Linked DNA regions of Astyanax mexicanus: region 1 is linked to region 2. A link is a contact called in public Hi-C data. All regions are on one chromosome and are shown on one strand. Each heading gives the region's core, a stretch centred on a gene start, on an enhancer-like site or on the middle of the called end of the contact. The rest is flanking DNA. Distances are from core to core; before and after follow the strand shown. Region 1 overlaps srgap2 (SLIT-ROBO Rho GTPase activating protein 2). Region 2 holds the start of fam72a (family with sequence similarity 72 member A).

Region 1 (2,725 bases), core at 92-2,591, 130 kb after region 2:
TTGATGATTAATCAACTAAGGCAAAAAATGACTTAATGAACTAATATATTTTCACGCCTTCCACCTGCATCTTTTGACTAGCAACAGGGCTTGTGAATATATCTACACCGATGGCCGTGGTGGTCTCAAAATGAGGTGTTTTCAGATAAATTTCTGGAGTATTGCTATTTTAACAATGGAAAACCCAGGTGCACCACTCACTAAAAACAACTTGGACAGACATGAACTGTCAGTTTATTGCTATCTTGTCAACAAGGGTGTTCTTGTTACACACAAATGGACACGCAAGACTGCACACACCCACAGTGTCAGTTAGCAGCTATGCCAACTTTTACATCATTATTGAACAGAATATGTAAATGAGCAGGTCACTTTCTATTGCTGTGAAAGGGTTGGACATGTCCAGGTAGCTGCGCCCATGAAATAACAATCCACCTTCAGTCAGAGTGCACCTGACTCTTAAAGAGAATGGCAAGTGATGCACGCTGATTGCTTTATTTCACGTTACGTCCAAAGCACACACCCGGGATTAAATAAGAGGATTAGTACATGCCTTTTGCACGCTTCGAGCCGCACAAGATGTACTTTTCCTGTCGTTACGATAGCAAAGACACATTGACACAAGCTGTTCGGTGCACAGTTGACGGCTCACCTTTAGACCGCTAAAATAGGGCCCAATAAACGGAAGACTTTGAATCTTGGGACAAGGCCAGATACAAAAACCTTTTAAATTACAAACTTTTTATTATTATTATTATAATTATTATTATTATTATTCATATGAAGGATAATAATGGTTTAATAGCTGCAGGCTGAGTGCAGCTGTTGGGATTCATGTAGAGCAAAATATAAGCAGTTTGAAGTGAAAATGATACACATATATCACATAATGATGGCATTTATCTCTCTTTCTCTCTCTCTCTCTCTCTCTCTCTTCTGGTGAACATCAGTGGACGGAACTCGACTGTGCGGAAACAGGTAATTTCCATCTCCCAGTGGGACTGTGTCCGTGTCTGTGTGTGAGTGTGTGTTTACACAAGACCCTCCACCAATCACGTGTCCCGCTGTGTCCACCTGCTTCACATAACTCCATTCTTTTCTTTTTATCGCTACTATTAGACGCTCACGTCATGTGAAATCCTTCCCTTGTTATTATATTTTGTGTAAAACACAAACAAACACACCCACACACACACACTCATAAAGTTACATCTCCTTCACCGCTGTGTGTACCATCAAACGCCGGTTGCCATGAATACACCCCCCCAGAGACCCATTCACTGGTGTGATCCTGAGGGGAGCTGAGGTGTTAAGCGCTCTCCGTGCCCATGCCCAGCAACTCCTTACCCACCTCCTTTTTCCTTTTCCTGGCACAGCCTCCCTGTAATCATCGTCTGGGCCTGCAGGATAAATTTAGCATGTTCTTCTATTTCCACCTAAAACTCTACTGCCTCTACATCCGAGGCATTCTAACCCACAATGAACAAAGAGTAAACAAAAAAATCCATATAATCATCCATTCAGAGTCTCCAGCTCACACACTGCAGGGTTCCTGTTGCCCCCTAGTGAGAAGAGGAAAGCATTACACTGTACACTGCAGTGTGATTTCATTGTGACAAGAAATGGGAATTCTCATTTTGGTGTTTAATCGAGTAATCTGTTTGTACAAATCCTAAAAAAAGCCTTTAAGCCTATACCTACACTACAGGTTTATGTGTTAGGGTTGTCACTATCAACTACATTAGTTATAGAGTAGTTAACATATTATTTTTGATGATTAATCGAATGATTAGTTTGTACAAAACCCAACACTAAACTGTGCTTTTGCAACTAATCAAAAACAGACCCTTTCGAGATCCTCAAATCAAACATGCACCTTCTAGATTATATAAGGAAGCCCTTAACCCTATATTTTCACTTACGTTCATGTGTTAGGGTCTTTGCAATAATTTTACATCAGTTATAGAGTAGTTAAGTGACATTTATGGTGATTATTTGAGTAATCAAAAACTTTACAAAATGAAAAACAATACATTTGGACATGACTGAACAATAATAAAGCATTTTAAATAATCTAAAATAAAACTTTCAGCATGGATCTGCACGTATGTTTGTCCATTATGGTTGTCACTATCAATTACATTAGTTATAGAGTAGTTAAACAGTCATTTTAACCAACAACAGACCCTTCCTAGACCTTAAAAGGAAGCCTTTAAGTCTGTATCTGCAATTGTATTTGTGTGTTAGGGTCGTCACTATTTATTTTATTCGTTTTAATGTAGTTAAACGATTACTTTTTGCAGACTATTTGAGTAATCAAAGATTTTACAGAATCCAAAACAATACATTTGGACATGACTGACCAATAATAAAGCATTTTAATTATTTTAAAAAAGAACCTTTCAGCGTGGATTTGCACATATGTTTGTCTGTTGTCACTATGAATTACATTAGTTTTAGAGTAGTTAACCAATACTTTTTGGCCATTAATCGAATAATCTGTGTGTACAAAAGCCCAACAATAAAATTGGAATTAACTAATCAAAAACAGACCCTTTCTATTCTAGACCTTAAAAGAAAGCCTTCAAGCCTAAACCTGCACTTATGTTTGTGTGTTGAGTGCTTGATTTTAATAATGCAATGTAAAAACAATTACCACAAAAGGCTAAACAATCCAATAGGCCAATAACAAACCATTTTAAAGCTACATTATATTGCGGTTTAA
Region 2 (2,834 bases), core at 102-2,601:
TTTGGTGTCTGATGTTTGCTTCTGTAATCTTGCAATAAAGCTATACAGTCAAACGAAAATCTAGGCCGGTCATGGTTTTTACAACATACAGGAAAATAAAGAGAGACCATTTTTACAAATTGATTATACTTAAATTTTACCAAATTGAAAACCTCTAGATATATGGATGTATAAACAAGAGGAAGCAATTCAAACCAAGCTAAACTGCTTGAATTATTATCCAAAAGCAGTGTGTAAAACTGGTGGAGGAGAACTTGCCGAGATGCAAGAAAACTGACAAACCTGGATTACTCCACCAAATATTGATTTCTGAAATCTTGAAACTTTATGAATATAACCTTGTTTTCCTTGCATTATTTGAAATCTGAAAGCTTTGCATCTTATGGTAATTTCAGCCATTTCTCATTTTCTGTAAATAATGACAGTATTTTTATTTGGAATTTGAGGGAAATGTCACTGTAGTTTACAGAATAGAACAACAATGTTAATTTTACTCAAACATATATCTATAAATAGCAAAATCAGATAAACTGAATTGGTCAGTATATATCACTGCAACATAAAATAATTATTTACAGGTTTCTGACAGAAGCAAATAATTTTCTACTCCAGATTCCATCTGGCAACTTCTATATGTAAAAAAACATCAATGACAGCAGTGGATAATACAGCCACTCTTACCTGTTTGGTGGCATGTCTGTTGAAAACAGCTCGATCTCTGTATCAGCTAGAAGCACAGCTTTCATTCCTCTCGTACAGAGGAGACTGTCGCAGTAAATGCAGTTCACCTGTGTAACGCATTTATTCTTAAAATTAGAAGTAGACATTGTGCTGCCTCGTATGCGGTGAAACACTTGGTTAGTTAACTAGCTAACCTAGCGTTACCAGTCTGACCTGTAATATTGACTAGCTAGTATATAGAGTAGCTGAAACGAATTATTGACTCAATAGTTAACTAGCTAATTTAATAGCTAGTAAAGTGAATTTATTACAAAATCTAACCGAGGAACTCGCATCAAAGCTTAGGCAGCTAGTGCTAACTAGCCAACTTAAGCAGCTAGCGTTAAACTGCTCAGCTAACTACGATCTGTGCGCTATTTAAACAGGATGTTAGCCGAGTAGTTAACCAAGCTAATGCTAGCTACCTAGCTAGCAGCTGTTCTTAATTCGTATTTTAAGGCTGTACGACAGCCCTAACTATACATATTATGGGTTTTAAACGGGTAAACGCGGGTATACGAGACAAACGAGCAGTAAAAAGCTCAGTTTGAGCTCTTATTAACCCGCCGCGGTGTTAAACGCTCGGCTCGCTAAGCTAGCTACGTTTGTTTACGTCCCCATAAAGCCCCTTTATTAGCTTCCTGAAACATTTTCAAACAGCTTCAGCCGCGGTACTGATTGGTTAACACTGCAGTGCCCTTCTCTGGTTGGTTAAAGCTGCGGCACTCTCTTTCATCGAAAGAAGTGATTACAAATATTATAAAATAATAATAATTTATTAATGATCATATTTATCATATATATAAATGCTGCCACATATAGACTAATGCTGAATTAAGTTTGTCATCAATATTTAGTATTTTTTCTGTTGGCAAAATAAAATAATTGTAATAAACAATGCAATCGTCATTTTACTATCATATTACTATATTTAAGCCACTAAAATAGTAATACTATAATAATATAATAATAATACAATTAGACTTAAATTAAAGAGTAAAAATGTTTAATTAAGAATAATCAGACACATAATGAGATCAATCGTGAATATAAAGTAGTATTTAAAAAAACAACAACCCTGTAGTGTTTCATTTGTTCGTTTAAAGAAAGAAATGCATATTAAATAGAGTTGCTAATTTAAAAATGTTAAAATTGTATTTAATATTATTATTATCATATAAATAATAAAAAATCTTGCTGTACACATTAAAGTATATATTATACAAAGAAGCATAAAAATATTTACGATAAAAAAAATCAAATAAGATGTATAAAAACGTACACGCTCAAAACAAAAAAAAGCTCAAAACAAAAAACTGAAAGTCTGAAAACTTCATATACATTTATAATGTTAAAAATGTAATGTCTTGTATTGTGGATTTTGAGGAATTTCGGAGCACATCCGCTTGGTCCAGCCAATGGGAGCGGTGGGGGGTTGTCCGCTGTGTCCATGAACAGAGGCGGGGTTAGAGTTGGGAAAAACTCCGAGATAACATTATACTGCTGAACTACGAGCACGAAAGATTAAGTAGAAGAACTTGATCATATTAAAGATGCTGTAAAGGAATGGAAATCGCCTGTGGAGGTAAGTTAACTGTTTTACCCTGTTTGTGGTGGGAGAGCTCGTGACTGTGTGTTTAGTAATGCTGTAGTAATCTGGGTGAGGATGTGTTAAACTGGGAAACTCTACTAAAGTAAAGCGGGAGAGAGAGCGAGTACAGAGGGCTGACTCCTTTAGTGCCTTTTCTTTGTGGGAACTTTTGATCGAGGACTTACCGTTAGTTTGGTTTCTCTGTATAAATTGTGCTGATATAAAGAATTAATTGATACATCTAATCTGTTAACCTATGTCTATTTTACCAGTTGTAACGAATAGTTTGGGTAAACAGCCTGTTTAGGAGTCTTATGTTAATATGATAAAAGTAGGGCACTACTATAATAGTCCATTTATTAGTATACAGCTAGTATGGTTGTATAAGGTTTCATATATGTTTAAATGTAGACAGCAGTGAACCGTGTAGTGTTTAAATACTGTGGCTTTACAGCTGTATGAGTAACTATAGTATAAAATAATGAGATTTGGTACAGAACATTAAGTATGTTTAATCGTTAGA

The links. Hi-C and Micro-C count contacts between places; a contact is called where the count stands out from the background.
Region 1: a Hi-C map of muscle shows a contact between it and region 2, with 10 times the contacts expected there. The contact joins the enhancer-like site here to the promoter of fam72a in region 2. A contact is called at or near these places in 2 of 3 Hi-C or Micro-C datasets (both in muscle).

Annotation. Positions count from the first base shown.
Region 1 is chr24:21,305,545-21,308,269 of AstMex3_surface, forward strand. srgap2 (SLIT-ROBO Rho GTPase activating protein 2) reads left to right here. Exons shown (of 23, transcript XM_049471447.1): 13 at 951-978. Among protein-coding and RNA genes, the nearest start is that of ikbke, 37 kb to the right of the region's middle. Within about 2 kb of position 1,342, the one cell type or tissue checked has an H3K27ac peak away from gene starts, as active enhancers do.
Region 2 is chr24:21,180,157-21,182,990 of AstMex3_surface, forward strand. fam72a (family with sequence similarity 72 member A) reads right to left here and starts at 1,352. Exons shown (of 4, transcript XM_007247751.4): 1 at 682-1,352. The coding sequence starts at 827. srgap2 (SLIT-ROBO Rho GTPase activating protein 2) reads left to right here and starts at 2,198. Exons shown (of 23, transcript XM_049471447.1): 1 at 2,198-2,305.